2 separate regions of the Triticum aestivum genome follow, and region 2 is linked to region 1. A link is a contact called in public Hi-C data. All regions are on one chromosome and are shown on one strand. Each heading gives the region's core, a stretch centred on a gene start, on an enhancer-like site or on the middle of the called end of the contact. The rest is flanking DNA. Distances are from core to core; before and after follow the strand shown.

Evidence for each region. A called contact is a pair of places that touch in the nucleus more often than the background predicts.
Region 2: a Hi-C map of leaf shows a contact between it and region 1, with 5 times the contacts expected there. The contact joins the promoter of LOC123140800 here to the promoter of LOC123096478 in region 1. A contact is called at or near these places in 3 of 5 Hi-C or Micro-C datasets (all in leaf).

The regions. Positions count from the first base shown.
Region 1 is chr1B:592,351,265-592,354,938 of IWGSC CS RefSeq v2.1, forward strand. LOC123096478 (ABC transporter A family member 7-like) reads left to right here and starts at 2,248. Exons shown (of 17, transcript XM_044518223.1): 1 at 2,248-2,415; 2 at 2,496-2,576; 3 at 3,098-3,242; 4 at 3,380-3,499; 5 at 3,606-3,674. The coding sequence starts at 2,302.
Region 2 is chr1B:592,558,114-592,561,937 of IWGSC CS RefSeq v2.1, forward strand. LOC123140800 (auxin-responsive protein IAA18) reads right to left here and starts at 1,996. Exons shown (of 7, transcript XM_044560085.1): 1 at 1,669-1,996; 2 at 1,251-1,572; 3 at 1,039-1,111; 4 at 335-597; 5 at 78-225. The coding sequence starts at 1,560.

The DNA of each region.
Region 1 (3,674 bases), core at 998-3,497:
AAAACCAAAAACCAAAAATCACAGGAAAAATGACAAAAGAAATAAAAAAATGGTTCAGGAACTTTGAGAAGGTTCCCAAAAAGGGCCGGCCCAATTAGCTCGATGTCGACCTCACCTGTCTGTTTCTGCATCCCTAAAAAAGAACTGTGTGTTTGTGCGACAGTTTTCCTCAACGCGCGGCAAACAGGAAATTCCCGGGGAACGGTTTTCCACAGGTTCTACGCAGGTATTGGGAACCTTCTATTTAGGGGTTTTATCCACCGTTTTCTAGTTTTCTTTCTTTGTGTTTTCACAAATTTTGCTGGTTTTGTTTTGGTTTTTCTGATTTTAAATTCATAATAATTTTTCTATGCTTAAACATTTTTATATTTTTAATTGTTATGAATTCAGAACATTTTAAAATTTTGCAATTGTTTATCAAATTCTCGAACAATTTTCCAGTTCATGAGAAAAGTCAAATTCATAGTCATTTTTTGAAGTGCATAACTTTTTCAAATGCAGTTTTTTTAAATCAGAAATATTTTTTCAAATTCATATTTTTTAATAAAAATCATGAACATTGTTTGAAGTTCTTGAACAATTTTATATTGGAACATTTCTAAAATTCTTGATTGTATTTTAAATTGATGAACAATTCAAAATCCATGAACAGTTTTTCATATTCATGGATTGAAAAAATAAAATAAAATAAAGCCAACCAAAAAAAAAACAAGGTGGACTAAATAAAAAATAAATACAGGTGATCGCTCGTTTGCTAGTGCTTGCACTCACTAGCTAGCGGCTACTCCGCTCGCTTGGAAAGGCCATGTAACAGGGACGTGTGAGCGACGCATGTTGTAGTGCTGGCTATAAGCGCCGCACATCAGCGCGCAAGATTACATGATCCATACACATAATCTATTACACTGGTCCGGTAGCCAAACCGGTTGAATGTATTCTATGCAATCGTCTTCAAGCGGTTGCTCCCAAAGATCATACAGTATATTCATCTGAAATTGTTATTCCCTCTGACTCAAATTAATTGTTGCAGCTTTAGTAAAAACTTACAGGGAGTGATTCATGGGATCAGAAAACAACCATTTGCTTTGCTTGAGAAACAAGCGTCGCAAATGTTGAGGTCTGCAATTCTGCGTGGGGATTCACATAACGGCACGTCACTTGCTTGCTCGGCATCAGCATATATAAGAGTATAAGACACATCGCGTGCGTGCGTCTCTGTTCCCTTCAGCGATGCTGCGGATCTGGAGCCGTGACTGCATAGAAGCTGCACGCCGAAGTACGAGATCACGGCGGAAATGTTATTTTATTATTAATGTTGATCGATCCTTTGTTTGGACCTGCCGGCCGGAAACACGGAGGACGACACTCGTATCCCTTTCGTCCGCAAGAAGAAGAGATCGACGTCGTAATTAATCCGGTGAGGGAGCAGTATATACTGCTCTGAATACGGAGTACGTAGTGTAACGTAAATGAGGGGGATCGATAACTCCAAGGGAACCGCGTACGTTCGTTCGTCATGGGAAGCTGGCCGGCCGGCCGGCCATGCACAAAATCAGCAGCCCAAGATGGAAATATTGGTTCTCTTCTCTCTCGGTACGTCATTCCCACGTACGTACGCCTCCGTACAGTGATCGATACTGCCGTATTTGCACGACGGTGAAAGCGATGATGCATCATGCATGTTTCCCTGTTGATCTGGGTTGATCTTAACTGTCTTCTTGGTATCTCAGACCAAGTTGAGATAACTCCCAAACTGATCCAACTCTGCCGGTAATACTATACGCGTACACTATATATATAGTGTATATGTGAGCTAGTGTCCCGACCTGGGCCTGGGGAGAAGGAGAGATCGACGTGTGCATGCAGCAAGCCAGGCTCGGTCGTCGGTCACCTCCTCCTTACGTAACGGCCGCGCGCGGGGGCTGGGGCTGGGATCAGAGACCGGTTACGTACTGCTCCGGTGTAGTATGTGCACTCGAGCGTAACACCCGGCCGGAGTTAAGGTGGGCGGTGCAGCGTTGAACCGAGCGCAGATCGAGCGAGAGAGCGAGGAAGCGCGTGCGGTGCCAGGTTCCATGGAGGCGCTCCGCCGCGGACGGCGGCAGCACGCGTGATGCTCACGCCCTGCCGCGCGTGCGCGCCACGAGGTGCCACGCTGACCTAGGTCCTCCCTCCTCCATCCATCCGCTTCATATATACTCTAGATGTATATTGTATACACACACACACTCCCCATGCCCTGGTAGCTTGCCTTGCTTTCTTCTTACTCCGGCCGCGCGCGTCAACCTTGATCCGGCAGAAATGGTGTCTGCGACCGGCGGTCGCAACGGCAACCGCACGCGCACGCGTGCCCGTGCCCTCGCGAGGTTCTGCAGGCAGCTCCATGCCCTCCTCCTCAAGAACCTCGCCTTCCAGGTGAGTCACCGATCTTCTTCTGCCTCTTAATTCTCTCTTTGTTCAGGCAGGCCGGAATGACGACCTTTGATTGTTTCTAGAGGAGGAACTGGAAGACCAACGCCGCGATCGCCGTGTTCCCGGTGCTGCTCTGCGCGCTGCTCGTCGCCATCCAGGCCGTGGTCGACCGCGAGCTGGACCGGCCCCCGTTCCGGTGCGGCTGCGAGGGGGGCCACTGCGGCGTCCAGCACTCCACGCCCACGCAGGCCATCAGCTGCGAGGTGGCCGCGCCGCCCAGGTGGCCGGCGCTCCTGCAGGTGCCCGTCGTCCCGGCCTTCGTGCACGGCCGCCCTGCGCGCTGCACCAACGCGTCCTGCGCCCCGGTCACGGTGCTCCTCACCGGACTCAACCGTGGCCTCTCCCAAAGTAAAATAAAATAAATTTAATATACATATACTCTCCACGACTCACGTGCGGTTTTGTTGACTGAACTTTCTCCATCGACAGGCCTTGGAAGGGGGCTGTTCCCAGACCTCTCTCCTTCAGACTATTTTCTCATGCCTAAAACCATGAACTCCTCATCCTCTCTTGACCACCTCTCCAAAGTAGTCCCTGTGAGTTGTTCGATCAGCCAAAATGTTTTGGTATTCTTCTTTGGGAATGACGTGCATTGATCATTGAATCCGTCAATCCATACATCCAGGGCTCCAGAACATTGCCCGCGCATGAGCTGTTCGTCGAGCCCGGCCTCGTGCCCAACGAGACCTTATACGTGATCCAGTCAAAGTGTTCGTGGCAAAAGCACAATGTTTCAGGAAATTCTGATGGTGGAATGCCACTCCAACTGGGTAAATACCCTGTACAATTGATATTATATATCGTGCAGTGTTTACATTCATCCACGTTGTTGTTCCTTTCCTTTGATGAAGATTCTTTGCACAATAGCAGCTTTTAACACTTCTTCTTTGTGAAATTAACGGAACAGGCATGGAGTGTGTTCAAGGTTTGCCATTGTGGTGCGCGAGTTCGTCGGTGATAAACCGCCGTTTGTTCAACGGTTATAAACGTGCAAATAAGAGGAGAAGATCAAACGAATTCCTTGCCGGTAGCCTGATCTGACTTTCGATATTACTTTCTCTTCTTTTCATAATTCAGATGTACTAGTTCTTTGTTGTGCAAAAAATGTCTCATTTTGGAGTGCAATCTTGCAGGTTATGACTTTCTTGATACAAGCAAGGGGCTGTTCCATGTATACGTTTCGTACAACTCAAGCTTCAGCA
Region 2 (3,824 bases), core at 746-3,245, 210 kb after region 1:
ATGTTTGTATATTGTGCTGCCCGCCTTTGATTCTTTCCTAGCTCGACTACTGATTGTTCTCAATTAGAAGAACAAACCTCCATGGTATGTCCCCGACCAGCATCCTGTCTCCTTCGTCATCTTCGTACACTAGAGCGTATTCACCGGTTCCATCCAGCAACCCTGAAAATATTTTCTCTTCTGCTCCTCGCACTCCGCTTTCATCACAAGATAAATCCTTCTGGGCTGCAGAAACAACCAAGTGCAGAGGAAAATTCATGCTTTTTTGTAAGATACCATTATTTGACTACTCAAACTGATGTGAAGTGGGCTAGTTATTAATTCAAATTTGTACCTTCAAGAAAGCCTCGGAACAACTCTTCGACGGCAGTTGACAGCTTATGATAGTTGTCGCATGATGCGAGGTCTACTTTCCTTCCAATAGGTATCCCATCCATGTTGATCTTGATGAGCGGTTTCTTCTTGAAGACCGGCTTCGCTCTGTTGGTGGCTTCGACGTTTTGTCGCTCAGGGGATTGCTTAGATGAAGTTCCATTTGTGAGGTTTCTCCTGAAGGATCGGACTGGAGGCCAACCGACTACCGGAACAACAGCAGCTCTGCATCACATTACAGCAGCGTTTAGTTTCTATTCGAACAGTAGCACACTGTTGCCCTGCTTTGAACCCCCCCCCCCCCCCCCCCCCCACCCCCATAGTAAAATTACAACTAGTGACATAAAGTAACTGCAAAGTTGATTAAAAGACAACCTACTTTTAGCGAAGTATCAATAGTTTAAAATGGATAAAGTAAAGGTTACTTCTTCAAGTGGCAACATTGTCTATCATGCTCTCATACTAACTCAAAAGGGCGAGCCAAACTCCGTGCCCCCAATTTTTATTGAATTTCCTCTGTTTCGGTAAACAGGAACCCAGAACCAGAAAATTGAAGACCTCATATAAGTAAAATTTTCACAATGGCATATATCAAATATGTAGTCACCCATGCATACATGATGACAAGAATGAGCAATTATAGGTTCAGTCCATCGGTCGGCGTACCTCCCCTGGGGGTCTCTGCTGCTGTGCACAGGTGCACACCCTTCCCTGTCCTCCTGCTGCCTCCGATCATAACCTTCATCAGACACAAAAGAGAAGAAACATATTAAGAAAAATAAAAGAACAACGCAACAGCAGCTCAGCTCAACTGAAGCGTAGAAAAGAAAAGCAACATGTGTTTCATCACTTGGCCTGGTGTATGTACAGTAGAGTACCTTGTGGTCTGGCCCCAACGGCGTCGAAGAAGCCTCTCTTGGCGCCGGTGGTGGTGGTGGTGAGGCATGAATGCGTGGCGAAGCGAGCCAGGTTCAGGGAGACCGCCGAGCAGCTCTCGCTTGGGCCAGTCTCTTCTTCCTGTTGCTGGACTCCGGGGAGGCCGAGCTTGAGCTCCAGCTCCTTGCCCTCCTCGTGCTCGGCGTCGAGTGCTGATCTTGTTCCTCCGTGGGCTGCTTGAGCTTCCCTCGCCTGCCACCCCTTCTCATCCGGGATGAGGTTCAGCAGCCGGGGAGGGGTGCCTTGTTCCATTGGACTCTTGATCTGCGAGAGGCATAGGGAAAGAGGGTTTGCACTGCTCAACTTGGCAACTTTTCATGTGTAGCAGGAGGAGGAATTCAGGCGGCAAGAAGAACTCACCGTACCGTACCGGAGACGGGGGGCTTCAAGGCTGCAACCGGAGGAGCCCTGGCCGTGGCCGGGTTGGAGAGCTCGAGGAATGGCGAGACCGCGTACCGGCGTTGCGTTGTGGTTGCTGGAGCTGGCCGTGGATTTTTTTGAGCTGGCCGGTGCCCTGCCCTTCTTCTTTCCCTCGCTCGGACCTCGTGGCCTGGTGAATGGTGATACGATACCCCTTCTACAGGGCGGCGACCCCTATATGGCTCTCTTCTTTCTATCCTGCCCCGGTACTACAGTATTCTCTTCGTAATACTTCCTCCATCCCAAAATAAGCTAGTACTCCCTCTGTCTGAAAATACTTGTCATCAAAATAGATAAAAAAGATGTATCTACACGTATTTTAGTTTTAGATACATGTCTTTTTATTCATTTTGATGATAAATATTTTCGGACGGAGGAAGCATAAAGTTGAGTCACTTATTTTGAGACGTAGGGAGTATACACATACATATATATTTGTTTGCCTCGCTAGCTGCATGTTGTTTGCAAGCATGTGGTGTATTCCGTTTTGCCCAGAGCAAACCAACGGCGCCTTCTTTATCTTTGTTTTCCTCTTGAATTGCGTTGCGTGCGTGTGTTTGTTGTGCCTCTGCTCTGTGCTCTGTGCTCTGCTTCTGCGTGTGTGTGAAATCGGGTGGATAGGGGGGCCAGGTGAGAGCCGGGCACGCTTATCCGGGCCAGTGGGGCAGGGGAAGATGCGATCTGATGTGATGTGTGGAGATGTGACGGATGGATGGATGCGCTTGTTTATTGCCTTATACTGTATTATCCGCGCGTGTTCTACTAGTTGTTGCTGTCGAGTGATGGACTCACAGTGGTGTTGGTCGACAGGTGATGCAATTGCCTCGGATAAGCGTGTTTTCTTCCGAGAAGCGGCCACGCCGGTTGACCAACGTCGGCGTCGGCGTCGGCGCTGGGAGAATCCGCTCCGTCCTCTTTTCTTTTCTTTTCCTTGGGAACACGATCAAGTTTCCTCATGATTATTGCTCTTTTTCCTTTTGGAAGATGCCTAGTTTATCTTGAAGAACCGGTTCAGTCTGCCACTGATGATTGCAAGTGGACCTGTGGTGGATCCGTGGATGCAAGATGGAGAGAGAGGCCAGGATTAGAATCAGCCGCCGTCCCTGAAAACAAACTGTGGAATTTTGGTGTTGATGATGGGCTCAGTCAAGATCCGTCGCACATAATGCAACTAGGTAGTCCCGGCCTACATGAACATGAACATGTAGCGGCGATACGTGTGGATGCCCATTCGTTGCCCATGATGGATGGAACAGGTACTCCACGAGCGGCCCCGAAGAGGCAACCGCCCCTCGTCCCGATTTGGTCATGCAACGTGCTGAGCCTGAGCCTGAGCCTGAGCGGAACAGTGGCCGGGGCGAAAAATGCGTAATGCGTTCGGCACGCCCCCACAGCCGCAGCCGCAAATTGGTGCTACAGGACACGACAGGAGGGTGGACTTTGTGGCCGGCCGGAGATGTGATGTCGCGTGGCGTGCGTGCGTGGTACACAATAGTGGACTTGGAGCACGCATAAACGTTCGCTCAGTCAGTGGCTCGTGGTCACCAACGGGCACCCGGCGTGCAGGTTGCGCATACGGCGACGGCACGGTGCGCCAGCCGTGCCGCGTGAACGCGTGGTCCAGCGCTATCCCCATGCCCAGTGGTCATCGACGGACGCGTGCGCGCGAGAGGGCGCGCGCCGTCGATCGGGTTCGGGCGCGCAGCCGCAGCCGCAGCGGCGTGTAGACGTGAGCTGGGCATCCGGTGGGTGTCGTAGTGCGACTCGTTCGCGCAGAAGCCGTGCGGCGCCGGATGATGGGCGAGGTGGATTAGCTAGACACAGTAGATCACAGGACCACGGGCGGCGCGTTTCTTCCGGGTTGGTTGGTTGGTGCGCGCTGATGCGGCATGGCACTCGCCGCGGCGCGCCGCCGCCTCCATCCTAGACTTTTGGCCGGGCAAAAAGGAGCGCGGCGCGGGGTGGAGCGGGTCGTTACAGTTTGTTGATTGATCTCCAGCCGCAACCGCCGGTGACCTAACTCCGGCTTGGTGTTTGTCTTGCTGCTGGTTACGGGATTGCAAAGATTTTTGTTTTTCAGATGGATTTTTTAGCCC